Regions from separate parts of the Zea mays genome. Here region 2 is linked to region 1. A link is a contact called in public Hi-C data. All regions are on one chromosome and are shown on one strand. Each heading gives the region's core, a stretch centred on a gene start, on an enhancer-like site or on the middle of the called end of the contact. The rest is flanking DNA. Distances are from core to core; before and after follow the strand shown.

Evidence for each region. Hi-C and Micro-C count contacts between places; a contact is called where the count stands out from the background.
Region 2: a contact with region 1 is called in a Hi-C map of ear, with 1.6 times the contacts expected there. The contact joins the enhancer-like site here to the promoter of LOC100282563 in region 1. A contact is called at or near these places in 2 of 25 Hi-C or Micro-C datasets (ear and endosperm).

What each region holds. Positions count from the first base shown.
Region 1 is chr4:229,483,133-229,486,930 of Zm-B73-REFERENCE-NAM-5.0, reverse strand. It overlaps LOC100282563 (metabolite transport protein csbC), which reads left to right and starts at 1,823. Exons shown (of 15, transcript NM_001155471.1): 1 at 1,823-2,051; 2 at 2,305-2,391; 3 at 2,487-2,595; 4 at 2,694-2,761; 5 at 2,857-2,989. The coding sequence starts at 2,310.
Region 2 is chr4:229,842,170-229,845,967 of Zm-B73-REFERENCE-NAM-5.0, reverse strand. No RefSeq gene overlaps it. Among protein-coding and RNA genes, the nearest start is that of LOC109945636, 32 kb to the right of the region's middle. Within about 2 kb of position 2,102, at least 20 of the 20 cell types and tissues checked have an H3K27ac peak or open chromatin away from gene starts, as enhancers often do. A contact at or near this core is called in ear and endosperm, where this site is marked.

The sequences.
Region 1 (3,798 bases), core at 574-3,073:
TGCCTAGATGAGAAGTTTCAATTAATCACAATACTACTTTATTTTTATACTCTGTGCGACGATGTTTTCGCTTTTTACGCCCGATTCCGATCCGTTATCAATTTGTTCTATCCGTTTTGGTTCATTTTCGTTACCCAAAGGTCTCGTTTCTGAAATAAAATGCGAAAATAAAAACGAGAGGGGTTATCTCGACCGATCCCGTTGTTTTTATCCATACCTCTATTTATAGGATGGATTCTAAGACTTTAAAAATAGACGTTTAAAACAAACAGTTAGAACGACGCAAACCAATCAAAAGACGACACGTGGCAATAATCTGTCGTCAGTATAAACCGGTTCAGATCGATACCGACTGATTCTCTAACGCATTAGACGGTACCGACTGATTTAGCTTCAAAACGATCGATATAAATTAGACTGGCCATCTCGCCCGATTGAACCAACCGACGTTGAAGCCAGGTCGGTTCGCGAGTTCACCCACGTTGTCGGTCGGTGTCGTCCACAGTAGAAACCAGCATTTTGTGGCATACTAGCAAAGTGCACGTACATTGCTACATATGCATTTATAAATATAGAATATCAAATATAGAGACATGTGTGTTCTGTTGAGATCGATGTGAATGTGGGTTTAGAATGAACAACTATGATTCGAATCTTAATTTATATATAATTTTAACTTTTACTATTTAATTATGGGAAGCACAGCGACCATAAAAACTGATGCTTTATATACTACTAGAGACTTTAGCCATCAACGAATGATGTGCCTATAAATGTTTTTTAGTCGTCCAAGAACATTTATGTTTTAACCTATTTTAATTCCACAAGGCTGCAATTAGTTGCATGTTAAGATCGACCTTATGGCGGTTGTGGTCTTGTTATATCTGGATGAGATTATGATTTATGATAGTCCTAATCCTCGAGCTAATATATGCTTCTTATGTACCCGTCACAAAATGATTTTTTATGTATAAGCTACACCGTACAATACATCATTTATTCACGTGGGTCGCTCTTGAATATAGCTAATCCTCTTCTCTCGTCCCTAATTTCGATAGTGCTGTTATATTATATGTCATGTAAAATATCCTCCCGTATATCTTCGTGTATACATGAGTATAGTCCTAAGAGGGTCTTATCTTATACCATATCAACATGAGTTTAAGGAACCTAGAAAAATACATTTCAAGAGTTCAAAGACTCGGATGTTATTTTACACTAGCATGTATTACGTGTTAACACTATGATTCCAGTGAGGGATGGTTCGACAGCAGCGGTGACATGAGTGAGATGAGACAGAGGAGGCTAGGATAGCGGGTCGCAGAGAGAGTGATGAGAGGTGATATAAATATTATTGTTCATTGGATTTAAATGAGCAGATGAGATAAAGTTATCTAGCGATATGAACCATTCATTTTGATGTGTGTTAATTCTAGATGTAATTTGTTTGGTGGATTTAGTGGTGGTTATGAGTGTGCGAGTGATTTGGTTGGTTGAATTTTGCAAAATTTAAAGTGATAGATTATATTGATTATTGATGATTATTGATATTGATTATTGAACAACAGAATAAGTTTGGAAACAATTGGTGTAAGCTTTTTTTCTGCCTCTTGTAAATTCAATAATGTCAAGGGCTAGCACGCAAATGCCTTTCCCTCCACCGTGCGCTCCTCCTGCCGCAGGAACCGACAGACGACAGCAGTGTAGTATCTTCCAAAAGCAAAGGTGGCTTGCTGCGTGTCACCCCCGTGTTGGCCTGGCAGCACGACCTCATCACGGCACGGCGTCCTTAAGCTTCCCTTCCGGCCTTCCCCCACCTCCCACCCGCGATCTCCGCGACCGCAAGCAGCTCGGCAGGCAGGCCTCCACCGCTCCACCACCTCCACTCGGTCTACGTGCTCCGTCACCAAACCCACCCGGGCCAACGCCGAAGCAACCCCCCCTCCGTCCTCCCCAGATCCGGCGCCGCCTCCGCCCTCACTTACACTAGCACGCACGGCGGACACGTCGCCTCCCCCGCGCGATCTGATGCAGGCGCACGCGGTGGCCAGGTAAACAAGCCTCCCACAGTCCCACTCCCGATTAATTTACTTAACCGCCGCTATTAATACACCGTCCCGCCCGCCCGCCCGCCCCCTCCTCGGCTCCTCCTTCCCACGTCGCTCACCTTCCTCCCCTGGGACCGGCCCAGATCTCTCACCCCCCGAGCTGGGTCCTCATTCCCGAACCCTCCAATCCCTTCCCCATGGTGCACTGGTTCTGCGGCCGAATCGCTTAATCGCTTATTGGTCTCTGTGGAATCAGCGGCGATGCGGTGGAAGCTTAACTCCTCCGTCTACAAGCGCGTGCCGTCCAGGGAAACCGCCATGGAACCCGACGTCGAGACGCCAAGTTCGTGCCGCATGTTTCCCCCGGTTCCTCTTACCACCGGTTAATTTATGGTGAGATTTGAATCTCATTTCATTTTCCCATTTCCATGTCTGCAGTGAGAATGACGGACGGCGGCGGCAGCGGCGCGGGGCCGTCGTGGCGCATGTCGTTGCCGCATGTCTGTGTCGCCACGCTCACCTCGTTCCTCTTTGGATACCACTCCGGGTGCGTGGCCTTCCGCCCACGTTTTCAGCACTTTTGATTGCTCTATTGCCCTCATCTGAAAGTCGTGCTCATTTGGTGCCTTGATGGTGATGACGCAGGGTGGTGAACGAGCCCTTGGAGGTCATCTCCGCTGACCTTGGCTTCGCCGGCAACACTCTTGCTGAAGGTACGGTGCACTTCTTCTGCTAATTGTGGTGGTTTTGGTCAGTTTATTTACTTATTATTAGGCTCATGTTGTGCTTGGGCTTCTGTTGGGTGCAGGGCTCGTGGTGAGTATCTGTTTGGGAGGAGCTTTTGTTGGGTGCCTCTTCAGCGGCTCCATCGCAGATGGTATTGGGCGACGCCGTGCGTTCCAGCTCAGTGCGCTGCCTATGATTATTGGTGCTGCCATAAGGTGACATTATGTGTTACTTGATTTGTCTTTCGCTTTCACTAGATTCTGTCACTGGTTGGTTTACTGTTTTATTTAATTGCCACTTGCTAACATTCATTATTCTTTGGTTGGGTCAGCAGAAGTTGTTTAATTTTTTTGTCAAACAATTATGTACTACTCCATGGACCTTGGGGTATACCACCTGGTGATTGGCTTGCTGGTGAATTGGTCTCTTGGACTGGTGTTAGTCATGCTGTTTCAATTGCTGAATAGTTCAATATGGGTTCAAGAACTCTTACCTTTCCTGTTTCTCCTGGAACGTGGTGCAACAAATGAGAGCTCCAACGGCTTAAAAATTTGGATTATGCTTTGGTTGGACTTATGAGATGAAAAATTATTTTTATGGTCTAATAGCCTGTGGAATTGCTGAAACATTGACTTTTTTGACTGGAACAAGTGGTGTTCTCCTGACTGGTTGCTGGTCTATTGGTGCTTCTGTAGAATTGAAAAGTTGAATTGTGGGTAAAGTATCTACATATGTTTTTACCAGCACACGGCTTGAGTCATCCATGAATTAATCATTATGTTTTGCAATTTAACTTTATTAAGACTTAGGAGATGAACCATGAATATGATAGTCCTGACAGCTGTGTTAGGCTACTTCATATGAGGTACGTGGAGTCTACTTGTCATGGTATCATGTGGGCACAGGAAGCTCCTCGTCCAGCCAAAGAAACAATACATTTTTTCTTATTAACAAAAAGTAACCGAACAATGCTGTTATGTAAAACAGCAGCAGTCGGTTAAAATTCGAACTCTCTTGCGAAGCA
Region 2 (3,798 bases), core at 853-3,352, 360 kb before region 1:
AACAACCTAGTGAAGGCAAGTGTCCTCTGACCTATTATGTCCTATATACTTTATAATTCACCATCCCACATTATCCTAGTTTACCTTATCCTAGTTTACCTTTTTGGGTTATCATGGTTAGCTTTATGCTATTGCTTTAACTTAATCAACGAACATGATGTGAATATTAATGATACGATGATGTTATCCCGATGATGATCTTGTGATACTTTAGGGGGCTCAGGCTGTTTCCTGAGTACCTCTCCGTAAGGACCTATTCGTTGAGTGACCACCTGGGATAACTGTACAACCATGAGGGTGAAATGGGATGCCCTTAGCTGATTAATTAGAGGAACTTGAGGTGTAGTTGTCTTTGCCGTAGGGCCATCAATGGGGTCCGGGCATAGTAGTTGCTCTGTCGAGGCTGGTTGTAGGGGTTCTTTGATTTGGCTTTGTTAGTCACCCTTCCTATGGGGAGAAGTGTTGTGTTTATCAAACTGGGGAATCCTAACGGGCGGCTATGACCTCTAGGGAATCGTTGTAAATGCTATGTAGTGAGACCCTACTAGGTCACCTTGGCAGTGATCAATGGAGAGTCATGATCTCCAGGCAGAATGGGAATCATGACTTGTGGGTAAAGTGTGAACCTCTATAGAGTGTTAGAAACTGGTATATCAGTCGTGCTCACAGTTAAGAGCGGCCTTAGGATCCTCTTTGATTAGAAGAACTTTGGATACTTTTATGATGATGGTTACAATTATGATCTCTAGTATTTCCTCTTGGAGGGAGTACATTTGGGTAATAACTAGGTTTACTACTAAAATTTGGCTCTACTATTAGTAATAAATACTTGACCAACTAAAAGCAAATTCTTAACCTTAACTCAAATACAGCTAGTCCACTTTAGCCAAATGGGACATTTGCTGAGTACGTTGATGTGTACTCACCCTTGCTTTAAAAACCACCCCACCCGAGGTTGTCCCCGCTTTATTCAATGCTCAGGAGGAGATGCAGGCAACATGGAGGACTTTGAGGAGTTCCAGGACTACGACGGGTTTTAGTTATGTTAGTGGCAAACCCCCAGTCAGTTGCCTGTGAAGGCCTTATCTACTACGTTTCGTATTCCGCACTTTGATGATATTAAATGACTATGTTATAGATTTTGTGGATATCTTGGACATCTTGATGTCATAAAAGTACCTTTCCGCTATTTACTTTGAGCAATGTGTGATGATGTCCAATTATGTAATCATTGTGTACGTGAGTTTCTGATCCTGGCACGTACATGATTCACATTCGGTTTGCCTTCCAAAACCAGGTGTGACATTGATGAAGAAAGATTTCAAACTTTTTCAAGATTTCAACCAGCATCCTATGCAAAGGGAACCACGACCCAGCTTTCATGAAGCTTCGGAATACGACAATTTCATTTTTCTCACGGAGAGGATGTAATATCTTGGCCCATGGGATGATGATATCCTGGCCTAAGGCTTAATAGAATTAATAGAGTACTCATACCAACTTTACCACCTCAAAATCATATTTTAGGTAATCTGATAAAACTCTCAGATAAATTTAAATTAAAATGCCTTTCAATTAGAACTTTGTTCCCTTTGGAATTACATCTACTAATCCAAACATGGTCCCTAATAAATAAAAGTACCCCTATATGATTTTAGTTATTCCTTTATTGGAAAATATACTTATAAGTACTCTTCAAAAGTATTTAATTTAAATCATGCCCGGACAAAAACAATACCTTAGAAATTATTTTTCTAAAAATAACTATTTATGTGTAAAGTGCATATCTAGAAGCATGTACTTAAATAGGGAAATGAATAAATGAATTAAAAAATATGCATATGGCCATCCATGCTGGATTTTGATTGTGCATTAAATCGGAAATGAAAACCCAAAACTCACATTTGAAATTTGGAGCCAAATTGGATTTTAGAAAATGAAACAAAAAAAGAGAGTAAGAACATGTGTGGGCCGATTTCCCCGTCATGGCCCACTCCCACTCCTACTCTTTTAGCCCAGCGTCCCCTCATCCCAGCCCATCTGTGCGCAGGCACCTGCGGCCTGACGGGCGGGGCCCACTGGGCAGCCTCTGCACTACACGAAGGCAGTGACAAGTAGGGCCCAAAGCTATCTCCCTCCCACGTGGTATCTGATGATGGTGTTTGGGGTGTGGGCCTGGCATGTCAGCGTGTATCCCTTCTTTCTTATCTCTTCCAAGCTCTGCACAACACCGTATCAACGCCGGATCGCAACAACCTCCACCAGATCCCCAAGGATTCTGCGCGACCTTCTACCGACTTCCTTGGTGCGGACTCGCCCATTCCCCCATAAAGCATGGCATCACGCCGTCGCGACCCGCAGAGCACCGAGGCTGGCTGTCACCGGTCGGCCGCCAGGACCTCACAGCCACCATGTGCGCGCGCGTTGGGACCCTAGCGCCTTGGCCCTTCTACCCCCACGCCGCTATCTACCGCTCGCGGCTCGCCCGACCACCGATTGCGCCCACACCACCACGTGTGACGCACCCACATGGGACTCGGGCAGCGGCACCACCCAGGCGGCCAACTTGGAGCTATGGAAATCTGCATCATGGCGAATCCGTGACCGTAGGGCATAAACGGGTGAGGATCGATTGATTCGCCATGGTGCAAACAGGAGAAATCGTCACCGTCGAAAGTAACAGAACCTTATTCCTCGCCTTGGGCGAGAGGGGCTCAACGACGCCGTGGTCACGACCAAGCGGCCGCGGGCACTCGTCTGCTCTCAGGCACCATCGATTGCCAGTAAGTTAACTTAATCAAACTGTCCTATTAATCATGGTGGTTGTGGGGTGTGGATGGTGTTTGGGCTATTGGTGCGCTGGTCGTCGTTCCGGCTGGGCGACTGCCATTGATGAGTCGCGCCGTAGTGCTCGATCAGCTTTGGAGGTAAACGAACCTGGGGGCGAGCAATGGAGATTGAGCAGACCAGAGTGGAAGTAGAAAGCGCACTATCTGAGTTGTTGATATCCCCTTGGACGGCTCTGATTAGGTTGTAATATGCTCCTCTTCGTGTAATAAGATCCGGGCTATCAATCTCGAAGCGGATGACTAGGGGTGGAAATTTGGCTCGGGCTCGACGAGCCGGCTCGGGCTCGGAGAGGCTCGGCTCGGCTCGAGCCGGCTCGCGAGCCAAAACGAGCCCGAGCCGAGCCTGATTTTGTAGCTCGCCAGAACTGCGAGCCGAGCCGAGCCGGCTCGGTCCAGCTCGCGAGCCGGCTCGCGAGCCGAGCTAACAACGTCAAGTATACTATTATACCATATTATTGCTACGTTTTGAACTATTTTATTGAATTTCTTGAACTTGATACGTGATACACTTATATTGTAGTCTAAAAATATATTATACATAATTTTTTTATCTTATATATAATAAAAATATATAATTTATACTCTAAACGTGATTTAGTGTGAGGCTCGCGAGCTGGCTCGAGCTGGCTCGCGAGCCGTTACCGAGCCGAGCCGAGCCTCTAGGTCGGGCTCGCAAAATGACCGAGCCGAGCCTGGCTCGGCTCGCAGCTGCACCGAGCCACGTCGAGCCGAGCCGAGCCGAGCTCGGCTCGGCTCGTTTCCAGCCCTACGGATGACTGAGAGTAGGGTGGGCGTGGTGTGTTGCTGGCCACAGATTCAGGATCCGAGGGCGTACGAAGTGTATTGGTGTGGGGATGGGTCAGATCTAATCCTGGCCCTCGATGAGGGGACGCTGAACCAGATTCTGCTCGTATCCCTTCGCTGCTGTAAATAACCCGCGACCCACACT